Linked DNA regions of Mus musculus: regions 1 and 2 are each linked to region 3. Evidence: chromatin contacts called from public Hi-C data. All regions are on one chromosome and are shown on one strand. The core of a region is the stretch at or near the end of the contact, and the rest is flanking DNA. Distances in the headings are between cores, read along the strand shown. Region 1 overlaps Msra (methionine sulfoxide reductase A). Region 2 overlaps Msra (methionine sulfoxide reductase A). Region 3 overlaps Msra (methionine sulfoxide reductase A).

The links. A called contact is a pair of places that touch in the nucleus more often than the background predicts.
Region 1: a Hi-C map of cerebral cortex shows a contact between it and region 3, with 2.0 times the contacts expected there. The contact joins two enhancer-like sites. A contact is called at or near these places in 2 of 39 promoter capture datasets (hippocampal neurons and liver), 2 of 484 Hi-C or Micro-C datasets (cerebral cortex and frontal cortex) and 1 of 115 datasets of contacts at active chromatin or transcription factors (SST interneurons).
Region 2: a contact with region 3 is called in a Hi-C map of cerebellum, with 2.3 times the contacts expected there. The contact joins two enhancer-like sites. A contact is called at or near these places in 2 of 39 promoter capture datasets (hippocampal neurons and liver), 4 of 484 Hi-C or Micro-C datasets (cerebellum, cerebral cortex, cortical neurons and 1 more) and 1 of 115 datasets of contacts at active chromatin or transcription factors (bone marrow-derived macrophages).

What each region holds. Positions count from the first base shown.
Region 1 is chr14:64,372,353-64,376,526 of GRCm38.p6, reverse strand. All of the region lies in intron 1 of Msra (methionine sulfoxide reductase A), which reads left to right. Among named protein-coding and RNA genes, the nearest start is that of Gm52130, 32 kb to the left of the region's middle. Within about 2 kb of position 2,911, at least 40 of the 459 cell types and tissues checked have an H3K27ac peak or open chromatin away from gene starts, as enhancers often do. A contact at or near this core is called in SST interneurons and cerebral cortex, where this site is marked.
Region 2 is chr14:64,322,270-64,326,142 of GRCm38.p6, reverse strand. All of the region lies in intron 1 of Msra (methionine sulfoxide reductase A), which reads left to right. Among named protein-coding and RNA genes, the nearest start is that of Gm52131, 11 kb to the right of the region's middle. Within about 2 kb of position 2,387, at least 84 of the 459 cell types and tissues checked have an H3K27ac peak or open chromatin away from gene starts, as enhancers often do. A contact at or near this core is called in cerebellum and cortical neurons, where this site is marked.
Region 3 is chr14:64,124,561-64,128,438 of GRCm38.p6, reverse strand. The region is part of intron 5 of Msra (methionine sulfoxide reductase A); the gene reads left to right. 9630015K15Rik (RIKEN cDNA 9630015K15 gene) reads right to left here. Exons shown (of 4, transcript NR_167725.1): 2 at 2,745-2,859; 3 at 2,019-2,181; 4 at 808-1,035. Among named protein-coding and RNA genes, the nearest start is that of 9630015K15Rik, 10 kb to the right of the region's middle. Within about 2 kb of position 2,433, at least 51 of the 459 cell types and tissues checked have an H3K27ac peak or open chromatin away from gene starts, as enhancers often do. A contact at or near this core is called in SST interneurons, cerebellum, cerebral cortex and 1 more, where this site is marked.

The DNA of each region.
Region 1 (4,174 bases), core at 1,662-4,161, 250 kb before region 3:
CTTCCAAAACAGAAGACCATGCCCACAAATGTATATACATCTCTGTTTGCATGTGTGTGTGTAGGTAGTATTTTAATGTTTGTTATATTCTGAAAGATTAAGTAGCATTGTCTCATTACCAATAAAGGAAAAGTGGAGAATTAATCTGTAATGGCTAGAGAGTTTGTCAATGGGAAAGCTTGTCTCAAAAGAAAATTCATAGCCAGACTATGGTATTGCTTATTTGAACGTTAAGCATGTACTGTGCATAAGGTGTCATGCCATGGTCATGTCAGGTGGAAGTGAGGCCTGCAGTTAAGTAGCATGTGGTAAGGACTCAAAGAGAATACATCTGAGTGTGTGTGTGTGTGAGAGCGTGACCTGACTGGAGTGAAGGACAGTAGGATTGGGGTGTTTGCCTCTAGCAATGTGGAAACTGGGGAGTGAGGTAAGTTGAGGGAGAGGAGAACTAGTCTGGGGTTAACTGGAGGAGGACACATTGCAAGTGCACCCCAGAGTGTGGGGAGCTTGTCAAACATGGGAGCAGACTGAAGGCATCCCTGGCCAGGCACAGCCCAGGAGCACCCAGAATGAGCATGAGAGGGAGGTGCTGAGATGCTCAACACGGTGATGCCTCGGAATCACTGGAGAACTGTTAATTAAACGACTCCGGCTGGCAGTCCTTAGAGACAGAAAGTAGACTCGTGGCTGCCTGGGGCTGGGACCTGTGAGAGATGGAGTCGTTGCTTGAGAGTATGGTGTTTCTCTGGGGGTGATAAAGACATTCTAAAATGGAACATGATGTGCATGTATTGTATAGCCCTGGGAGCAGCCTAAAACCACTGGGTCGTACTGTGAATGTGAATTATATCTCAATTAAGCTATTAATTTTTTTTTTCTTTTTAAGGCTCACACTGCAGTCCTGTTAAGTCAGACTGTCTGGGGAGGCCTTGGTCTTTTGTGAAAGGTTGTCAGGTGACTGAACCAGGCTTGGATTGTCACCTAGAGCCTAGAGGCTACAGTGGTAGAAGATATAGGCAAGCAGTGTGGTTCTTAGCCTGGACATTCTTGCTAGAAGATCTGTGTTTCTCCTGGAAAGCCACTAGAAGCTTGAAGTTGCAGTGGGGAGATGATTGCCTTCTGAGAACTTCCCACCAGCCTCTCTTGTCATCTCAGGAAGGCCGAGGTTGGGTGACTGCAGGCTCGAGTTTAGTCTAGGCTGCCAAAAGAGACCCATCCTCAAACAAAACAAAACCATAACCCAGAAACTTGTTCACAGGATGTGGGAGGCCAGCAGGGCTTGTTTTGAGTTACCAGCAGAGAGACCAACTGTCCCTCAACTAGTACATGTGAGGGAAGAGCCAGCAAGAACTAGAGCTAGCTAGTGCGTGGTACAGCCTGGCAGAGGTCTGAGGGAACAGTGGGTTTTCAGGGTGCATTCCTGGAGGGATGGGGAGTCAGTGCAGGGAACTGGCATCTGTAGTTTGGCGTCTGTTGGACTTATGGGCACAACAGTCCACCCAGAAGAGGACATGTATAGTTCAGTGGAGAGGTACCAGAGTGGTTTTGACCCCAACTAGAAAAGGGGCAGGAAACAGAGACCAGGGTTGTTCAAAATGACCAGGGGGTACCCCTTTTCTCACTAACTCCCTCACTTGGCTCAGATGTCACCTACTGTCTCACCTGGCCTCCCTATTCAGAAGAAAGGAAGAGTGTCTTTTTTTTTTCCCCAAGTGAGTGACTCTGGAGTGAGTGATTGAGTGGGTTAGTGTTGCTGTGATCTAAGTCAGAGCGACATAACCTCCCCTTCTGATGGATGCTGTTGGTCACAGAGTACAAACCTGGTGTAGGAAGAGAGAGTACCAAAAGGGCACAAAGCCCAGGAGGCACAGGCATGGGGCCATCTTGGCTACGACTCTCCAGTTTCTGGCACAGTACCGCAAATAGTAAATGGTACAGAGCAATGAGCAGCACAGGGCAGGCTGTGGAAGAGAGGCCCGCCACTGCTCCTGGTCCAGGCTCACTAGTGTGCAAGGCTGTACTACCTGGAGGATCTGGGGCTTCATGTGCCAGAGAAATGAATATGACCCAGTCTCTCTGTCGCTTCTGAGAACTTACCTTGCTGACCCAGAACATGCATAGACCCCTGACCCCAAGAGCTTTCCCCAGTTATGCTGGGGCTGTTATGCAAAGTTCCAAGGGTGAGCCGTGGCTTTGGTGGGCTTGGGAGAATGAGCATGTCCCCTGTCACCAGAAGCCCTGATTTGGGTACCTGTGTCTGTGAATTTGACAGTTCCATGATGACTTCCCTAGGGGCTCTGCCATGGGCTGCTATGATGGCCACCTAGCTACCCTGGCTGACCTTGGACTTGAGCCTAGTCAGGTTGAGTGCTGATGGGCAGGACTGAGTCTCTATTTCCTTTGAGTGCTGCTCATATACCTCACAAGCTGGAAAGGGAAAGTGCTTTCAGAAAAAGGCTCCATTTTTTGAAATACTGGGATGGGGTTCATAAATAGATGAGGGGGATCCTACTTCTCTACTTCATAGCCATTTTATGCATGTGTATAATGCTTTTTTATGCTATATAGAATTACATATATACATACATATACATATATACATATACATACATACACATATAAATACATATACATACATACATATATATATATATATACACATACACACATAATTTTTAAATGACCCACTAAGTAGGGTTACTTGCATGAGCATAGATGGGGTGGTGGTGGTATTTCCTGGAGAATAGGCAACTTAGCAGTGTCTACACCACTGAAGAAAAAAGACACCCCTCCCTCCCAGTTCCCTAGCAACCATTAACTTCCAGGAGTTCTTCAGCTAGGGCTGGGACCTCATAAGCTCCTCCCTCATCTTCCTTGGAATGTTGATGTGCTCAGCCTTGGGCAGGCAGTCACAGCTGCAGTGAGCTCAAGAGTGCAGTGGCCCTGTCAGCTCCAGAAGCCAGCTACACAGCACTCCTCCTCACCCTCTGGCTCTTGCCATGCTGTTAAGTACCCACCTTCTCTGTGAACAGAGCTCTGGCTTCCTAACCACTGGGGTGGTGGTCAGGGCTTCTCTTGGGAAATAAATGCTGAACATTTGTAACAGGAACACCCGATCTCCTTGCTTTCTGCTACTTGAAAATGCCAATGAGCCGAGACAGGAATTGAGTCTTTAAAATTGCTCTTTATTCAGAGAGCCTGCAATCTGGGAAAGCAGATTAACATATTTAAACTCTGCCTTGCATCTCATTTCCAGCTAGCAGATTAAACAGGAGGTGGTGTGCTGGTGGGTTTTTGTCAACTTGACACAACATTGACATATATGGGAAGAAGGAACCTCAACTGAGAAAATGCCTTCATAAGACTGGCCTGCAGGCAAGTAGTTTCCAAATTGATAATTGAGGTAGGAGGCTCCCCATTCACAGTGGGTGGTGCCACCCTGGGCAGGTGGTTCAGGATGGCATAAGGAAGTAGACTGAGCAGCCTTGAGGAGCAAGCTAGTAAGCAGTTTTCCTCCACTGCCTTTGCTTCAGTTCCTGCCTCCAGGTTCCTGCCCTGGCTTTCCTCAGAGATGGAGTCTGGCCCAAGCGTCATAGCTGAAGTAAATCCTCCCTTTCCCAAGCTGCATTTGGTCATGGTGTTTTATAACAGTATGAAATACAGATAAAATAGATAGAAACCCTAACTAAGACAGGAGGGGGCCAAGCCAGTCCCTTATTCTGGGGCTCAGGCTTGCCCCCAGACACCTGCTCAGGTGTCAGCCATGTTTCTGAAACTTGGGGTGTTTGAGCCTCTCTTGTTGCCATCCCTGGCACCCTTCCCTCATCCTGTATGTGTTGGGGTTTACACACTTCTTGAAACAGAGGCAACCTTGTACTGCTCCGGAGGCATCTGGATTGGGAGCACATTAACTCAGAAGAAACAAACCACCAACTCTGTGTGTGTGTATGTGTTAATACACTATATCTTGTATGTGCTGACTCCTTTTCACAATACAGAGAACACGTTTGTCCTTATACTATGTGCCCTGTCACATTTATGTATAGAATGTACGAACAGTAGGGCAGCTGGGAGAACTCTCAGGGGCGGCCTGACTGATGTTTGGAGCACACTGCCTCAGGGTGTGTCACACTGGTTTCGTTCCTGTTTGTATGGGAAGAGGTGCCCTGCCTTC
Region 2 (3,873 bases), core at 1,138-3,637, 200 kb before region 3:
CATTAGGCTATTTCCCCAGAAGTCACCTATCACCAGAATCTGCAAGTGCTTGCTTGATCACACACACAAGGAAGATATTAGACACTCAGCATTTTGCCCTCAACTCTGTCCCTTTATGAATTTAGATGCCCAGAGCCATGTGTGCAATGCTTAGATGTTCTTATTAGCATAGAAAGACAACTAAAAATAATCACAGAAGGCCTTTCTGTGTCACTTCTAAAGCCAGGGTTGGAGATTTCTGTTCATCATGTTTCTCAATGTGGATACTGCCTGAATTATCCAACTTCCCTTAATTAGCCTTGAATGCACCATTATCTCAGAAGGCCAGGTCCTTAGACACCATCTTCAGAACAACTCCACGAAGAGTTGATTTTAAGTGGTCTCTCTCTCTCTCTCTCTCTCTCTCTCTCTCTCTGCTTGTATGTATATGTTTGTGTGTGTGTTTGTCTCTCTCTCTCCGTGTATGTGTGTGTATTACTGTGTGTATTTTTGTCTCTGTATATGTGTGTGTGTGTATGTATATATATATATGTGTATATCTGTCTGTCTGTCTATGTTGGGACTTGGGAGAGAAAGACTTGTGGGTGCCTGTTCCGTGGTACTCATGTAGAGATCAGAGGACAACTTTGTGGATTTGGTTCTCTCCCTCCCATTTACAAAGGTTCTAGGGATTGATCTCCGGGTGCCAGACTTGCCCAGCAAGCACTCTTACCTGCTGAGCCATCCTGAGGGCCTGGATTTAAAAAAAAAAAAATATTGACATATTGTTCAGTTGACAGCTTCATCATAAAACTTATTTTTTGATGGAAGTATGAAATGTTCAAACCAATTTTAAAAATCACCAGACTTCCAGGAAGTGTGTCCCCACGATGTGGAGGAAAATAACAGTGATGACAAAAACGGAAAAGATGAAAATTGGAGAGGTAGCCAGGCAGAGAAGTAATTCAAACAGGCACCGTGTTCTCCCTCTGTTCTCCCCTAAAATAAAAGAGAGAGAAACCCAGAGACATTTCCAGTTTTGCTTTTAATCATCTCCAAGTCCTGTCTTGAATTTGGAGAGATTGGTGTTTTAAAAATATTTCCTTCTTTTAAACATGCTCTGGAGGCCACACAACAGTTTTCAAGGGGAAACACAGCACCCCTCTTTTCTTGAGGTCTCTTAGGGTGTTCTCAACCCCTTGCCGTTTCAAAGTTGTTTGCAGAATTGCTTTTGTGATTCAGAAGGGGGTCATCTGGGGACTTTGTCACAAGGCTGGGTACAGTCTGTGAGCCCCGAGTAGTTCAACAGCTTTCAGCTTAGGAACAGGCTCCAGGGCTACATGGTGTTTACCATGGTGATAACTGTGAACAGTTGAAATGTTTGGTATTTGTATTTCCAAAAAGGAAATATATCACCAAGAACAGAGCCCCAAACTAATAGGATGGTTTGTTGCACGTGTACATGTGTATGCATGCGTGCATATACGTGTGTGTGTGTGTGTGTGTGTGTACACCCACACGTGTGCATGTGTGTTGTGTGTTTTTTAAGCAAACCTCAGTGTGTCATACATACTCTCCTATACTTCCCCTCCCTTGTTCCATATGAGGGTGCCTTCTTATCTCACAGGGTTGTTTTGTTTTTTTTTTCTATAACAGAATGCCGCTGATGCTCTTTTTTCTATATGAACCCTGCATTTAATACTTATCCATAAGCAAAGGAACAGTATCTTATCTTGCAGATCCAGTCTGTGCTGAACCTTGCCAGTGTCCCACCTCTTTATTCTTAGAGTCTTTTCTTCCTTTATGATCTCCTGAAACAGACAATGACTTCAGAAGCCCGGTGCCTCTTCATTTAACAGAGGCCATCCTGTACAAAGCCACTACTGAGTTCAGACCACCACAATTTGTCTTTCTTAAAATCACATTGTTTTAGTTGTGTCTGCTTTATTCCCTGTGTGAAAGGAGAATGAACACAGATGAGTTTACTATGAGGTTTGTACCGCTATAGTCTGTGCACAAAATCATGCCAAAATTCCTTTTCTATGGGAGAGTAGCAGCCACAGAGCCAACGAGGTCCTCTCCGGCCCAGACCTAAGTATAATGCTGCCTGATACTGCCAGAGACGCTGTAGGGAAGGGGCTATCCGCCGGAACAGATTGCATGGGGAAGACTGGGCCCCTCTGGCTTAGCTGAGTACCAGGCTGACCATTTATCACTGTCAGAGAGGAAGGGGTGGGAGCGGGGAGTCGCCCGGCCACTCCTGCTCAGCTGCTGACTGACAGCTGACAGCATCATGTGCCACCTCCATGCAACCCATGTGCCATCAAGCGAGAGTGTAGCTACCTGCTTGGGCTGCTGACAGGTTCACAGAGAAGAAAGAAAAGATCAGCAGAGTGCTCTGGGCTGTCAGTGAACTGTGAACTGCCTGCTCTGCACAGTGCTGTGTGCAACCGTTAGTGGCAGCTGACTTCAGTGTGCACAGGAAGCGCTGGGTTAGGCTCCCAGGAAATAATATGGCTGGTGATTGGCGGAGAAGATGCCTCTGAGGTCTATGCACCTTAATTACATTCCAAGGACTCGACTGTGCTGTGAAGCTGTTATTTTAATATGCCCAAACTGATCTCTCTAACAACTATCAGGGAGAAAGTGAATAGCTTTGCATCAGCCATATACCAGGGCCATAAAGCAATGTGAACCAGCAAAGCCCAGACCCTACCACTCTTAGAAGACAAATATTTTTCAAAACAATATTAGAAGTATGATTTTTCTGTTTACCATGCATATTAAAATCTACATTGTGCTTTAGAAGTCATAAAACACTGAGACATGTTAGTATGGAAGGGACTGGTCTTGACTTACTCCTGTATGCTGGCATTTTCAACTGTTCCATTTACAAGGATCTCACTGAATCCTTTGGCTGAAACACAGATCTTAATCCATAAGGTAGCTTAATTTTAAATGCAGTTTATACTCTCAAGATTATCTGTTTTTCAATGTATGTAATATTGGATATGTGGGTGCCTGTGAGTTTGCAGCATGTGTGCACATGTGCCACACACATGTGCATGTAGAGGCTAGATGATGACATAGGTATGTTCTTCTATTGGTTTCCACATTGCCATTTGAGACAGACTCTGTCAGAGAACCTGCCATTCACTGATTGACTAGACTGGCTGGCCATTGTGTTCCAAGGATTTCCTGTCCCCCCTCCTCAGCACTGGTGTTACCGATGAGTGCAACCATGCTTGCTTGCTTCTTTATATAAATGCTGACCATTTGAACTCAGAGCCTTGTGCTTGGAGGGCAGGTGCTTTCCTAACTAAACTATCTCCCCTACTCCAAGGCGATCTGATTTTGATAGTCATTAGGAATTACTTGTGTTAATGGGGAGAGATTTCATGAAGTCAGGAAATTTCCATCCTACAACGTGTGCACTCCCAAGTGCAGAAGTCAGCTGCAGTGCTTCAGTGTGGTGATTATTAAAAGTATCCCCAACATGAAATGCTCTAGCTGAAAGGGATGATGATGAAATGCATTTCTTGGGGTGATGTGGTGAGCCCGGGAGCTCGGGTGCCCTGGGGGCTGCAGCAGAGCAGGGAGCTTTAAGAGCACCAGCCTGCCCTGGTGCAAGAGCTGGGGCTCATGGATATGACCAGCAGTCCTGAGGAGGGGGATGGCTGCGCGAACTGATGAAGGGTGATGACAGGGAAGACACTTCATCTTTCTCTTGTGTCACTGACATGAAGCACAGAGCCTGGCAGAGAACCAGCAACCCATAAGCTTCCCAGTTTGCTTGGCTAGAGGATGGGTTCCTCCGCTGCGCCATGCATGCCAGGGCCGATCTGCTCCCCACCCCCCGTGTCAACCTTCCTCATCCTTCCTGCACACGTCTGC
Region 3 (3,878 bases), core at 1,184-3,683:
CCCATGTGTGACTGTGTGTTTCTGTGTCTCTGTATCTGTGTGTGTGTTTCAGTGTGTGTGTGTGTGTGTGTGTGTGTGTGTGTGTGTGTGTGTGTAAGACACACTATAGCACAGAATTCGTTAGAACTAGATCCAAAAGAAAACTAAGCAGTCTCTAGATTCAGAAGCAGTCAAGCATCGTCCCTGGTACAAGCTCCCTGTGCCACTAGAGGGCAGTCTGAAGAATCGACCTCCACTCCTCCCTGGTCCTGCTGGACCTTTCCCCCTAAGGCAAGAGAAGCCAGCCTCCTAGAAGTCAGACCCCAGTTTTCTGTGGCTCCTGTGGATCCCAAGTTTAACTTCTGTTATAGAAAACTGATTCCATGCCATTAACATGTTTAAGTGAACATTGATTAAATACACAGATACATTTTACAAATAAGGACATAAATAAAGATCTAACACTTAAGCCTAAATTCTTTTGGTGGGTAGAGATGGGGTTTGGAATAAAATTAATGTTACTTTCAATAACAGAAGGGTGAGGAAATTTGAATTATAGGTACCCCCCCTTTCATGGTGAGTTTCCTTATTGCTAATGTGTCCGCTTCTCTTCATAAGCTTCTCAGATTGTGATCAGGACCAGGGTCAGAGTTGGCTCTGGGGCCAGACATGTTTCTCGCTGGCCCTGCTGCCGCTCCACCTGGCCTGAGCTGAGGGGTCCCTGGCCCACTTTCCCAGGGATGGAGGAGCATGCGGTTTCCATGCCGTGCACCAGGTCTGCTGGGCACTTGGGGGATGTCGGTGACTAACGACGAACTTATTAGAGCATTTGCAGTAAGCGGAATGGCATATTTATTTGTTAATTTTATTAAAAGAATGGATTTCCCCAGGCAGGCCTTGAAGGTCAGATGGGCCCACTGTGCCCCTGCTGGACACTTCCTTACATCTGTGGTGTTCACAGGTGCGGCTGGGCTGAGGCCATCTGTCTGGGCCTGAGGTCACTGGGCTCTGGAGGAAGGCCGCTCTCTACCCCACAGTTGCTTGCTCATAGGATCTCTTCAGACACAAAAGAGGGGCATATATGGAGGGTCAGCAGGGACTCCTTCAGGAGGGTGAGGGGTGGGGGCAGACTTGGCAGGGTGCACACTTCCTGTGCCTGCTAATGCCTTCCCAGGAGAGCAGTGAGCCTGGCGCAGTGCCCACTGGACAGAAAGAAGCTTCCTCAGTGGGATCTGCAAAAGAAGGAAGGCCTGCGAGGCGCCCTGGGTCACGTCAGGGAAAGGAAAGAGAGGGTTGGAACAAAAGTAGGGCTGATTCCTTCTTTTAGGGGACCTAGAAATCTCCAGAGCCAAGTGTCACCCCAACCTGGGTTCTTAAAGTGATATCCTTCCCCATACATTTATGCATACGTTAAAAAAAAAACCAATACTGGAAAAGGAGGAGAGGAGGGAAGGGGAGGGAAGGAAGGTAGAGAGAGGTGATGAGAGGGGGGAGGGAAGGGGAGGGAAGGAAGGTAGAGAGAGGTGATGAGAGGGGGGAGGGAAGGGGAGGGAAGGAAGGTAGAGAGAGGTGATGAGAGGGGGGAGGGGAGGGGAGGGAAGGAAGGTAGAGAGAGGTGATGAGAGGGGGAGGGGAGGGGAGGGAAGGAAGGTAGAGAGAGGTGATGAGAGGGGGAGGGGAGGGGAGGGAAGGAAGGTAGAGAGAGGTGATGAGAGGGGGGAGGGAAGGGGAGGGAAGGAAGGTAGAGAGAGGTGATGAGAGGGGGGAGGGGAGGGGAGGGAAGGAAGGTAGAGAGAGGTGATGAGAGGGGGAGGGGAGGGGAGGAGAGAGAGAGAGAGAGAGGAAGAAGGAGGAGGGAGAGGAGAGGAGAGGAGAGGAGAGGAGAGGAGAGGAGAGGAGAGGGAAAGAGATACAGAGATGGGGGAGAGGAGAAAGTGGAGGTAGAGGGAGAGAGGAAAGTAGAAGAGAAAGCATGGGAAGAGGGAGGAGGGGAGAAAGAGAGAGAGGAGAGAGAGAGAAAAAAAAACAAAGACACAAACCCTTGAACTCTTGAGATTCTGAGACACTGTTTTGAAGTCAGCAAGATGGGAGGTGGGAAGGGAATGGTCCAGCCAGCCGGCACTCTCCTCCGGAAGGACTGGTCCTGGCAGAGGCCTGTGGCCAAGGAAGAGGCACCTGGTGAACCAGGCTGGGGCTGCCTGCCTGCGAGTCAGAAACAGGGGTCTGTCCAGCACAGGAACCTTATGCCTGGCAGATCTGAGCCAACCTCATCAGTCTTCCTTCCCAGAACCCATTTCAGTGCCAAGGGGTGGCTAGTAGGGCCTGAAAGAAGAGCCAGTCTCCTAGGCTGGGTGGGGTTCAAGAAAAGAAAAAAGGAAAAAGTCTATCTCATGAGTTTCCTATGGCTTCCAAAGAGGTTTTATGAGTGAAGTTTCTGCCATCTTGTGGCCAAGACTGGTACTGCATGAATCCCAGCTCTGCTGCCTCCCCTGCTCCCTAGCACTGCCCAGTTGTTCCCTGGGTGGAAAGGGCAGCCTCTGAGGAAAGGAGGGTTCAGAGAGGCCTCTACCCACATTCCAGCCTCGAGGAGCTTCTGGAAGGTCCCAAGTCTGGGGTTGCCTCTCACCCATACAAGGACTATCATTTGTGAAAGAGAGGATATGGGTGGGCCACATAGGAGGAGGAGCCAGGCCCTGTCCACCTTCCCAAAGGATAGACACCTGGGTGACCTGGGAAGGGAAAAAGGAAGCAGAGGACTTACTTACCCCCTCGGCCCTCGGGTGGCAGTATAGCTGAGGTTAAAACAGGAGTCCCCTTCCCAGAGCGTGAGGCCCACATAGACAGGTTCAAGGGAGGGCAGCACCCTTTAAGCAGATGCCCCTAGAACAAGAGTGCTGTCTGAGGGCAAAGGTGTGTGCACCTCTGGGCAGAGACCAGGAAGGTGTGAATGCCACTCACTTCGGCCTTTGTCTCGAGTACGTAGACCCAGCCACAGGAGGCAGAGCCATTGTGATCACAGAGCTCTCATCTCCTTTCCTTGTCCTGGATCAAGAATGTCAAATGCTGACCTGACTTTTTCTTTCTGCAAGCTCCCTGCCACCTGAAGCAGATAGTATGTACTTTCATGGCATGGAGCTGCTCTTTAGCGCAGCATTCCATCCATACCACCACCCCGTGTCCCAGAGCTGCACCTTCAGGTGCTGGTGATGATTGGATGGCCCCGGTTACTGCGGCACTCCCAGGACATGCCCACCCTTTGTGTAGTGAGGTTGCTCCGACTGATGGAGCCATGCCAGCAGATTCTGGCCCAAGTCCTCATCCTCCTGAGGTTCCCTTTCCCTGAAAACTCTGCTACCAGATGGTGAGCTAGCCGGGGTTCCACCATGGAGCAGAGAGCTTTCAAGGTGTTTCAGAGATGAAGTTTGCAGAGAGAACCGGGTGTTCACAGACTCCTTTGAAGGGCAGTTAGGGCAAAGGCCTAGAAAAGCAATAGACCATGACAATATAGGGTCATCCCTGAACCACAAAAACATATTGCCACAAGGCCCCAATTGCCCGCAGCCCAGGAACAAAAGACCCCAGAGGTGACTGGGGGGACTGTGGCAGAGTCTTACAGATGCCTGTATCCATCCTCGTGACTGAGCCTCTCAAATCTCAGCCCTCCTTTGTGTCAGCCACTAAATTCCACTTTGGTGTCTCCAATGAGTGGGGCAGAAAATGGGTGAGTGCTGGTACTAGAATCTGGGCAGTGTGGTATCCAGGCATCAGGCCACACACGTACATCAGACACATGATCTCACATACAGTTTTTATATGGTTGGGGACAGTAAAACTTTTCACTGGTGGCTGCTATGAGACAGATATTAACACTTGAAAGTCTTTGCCTAGAGTCTGGCATA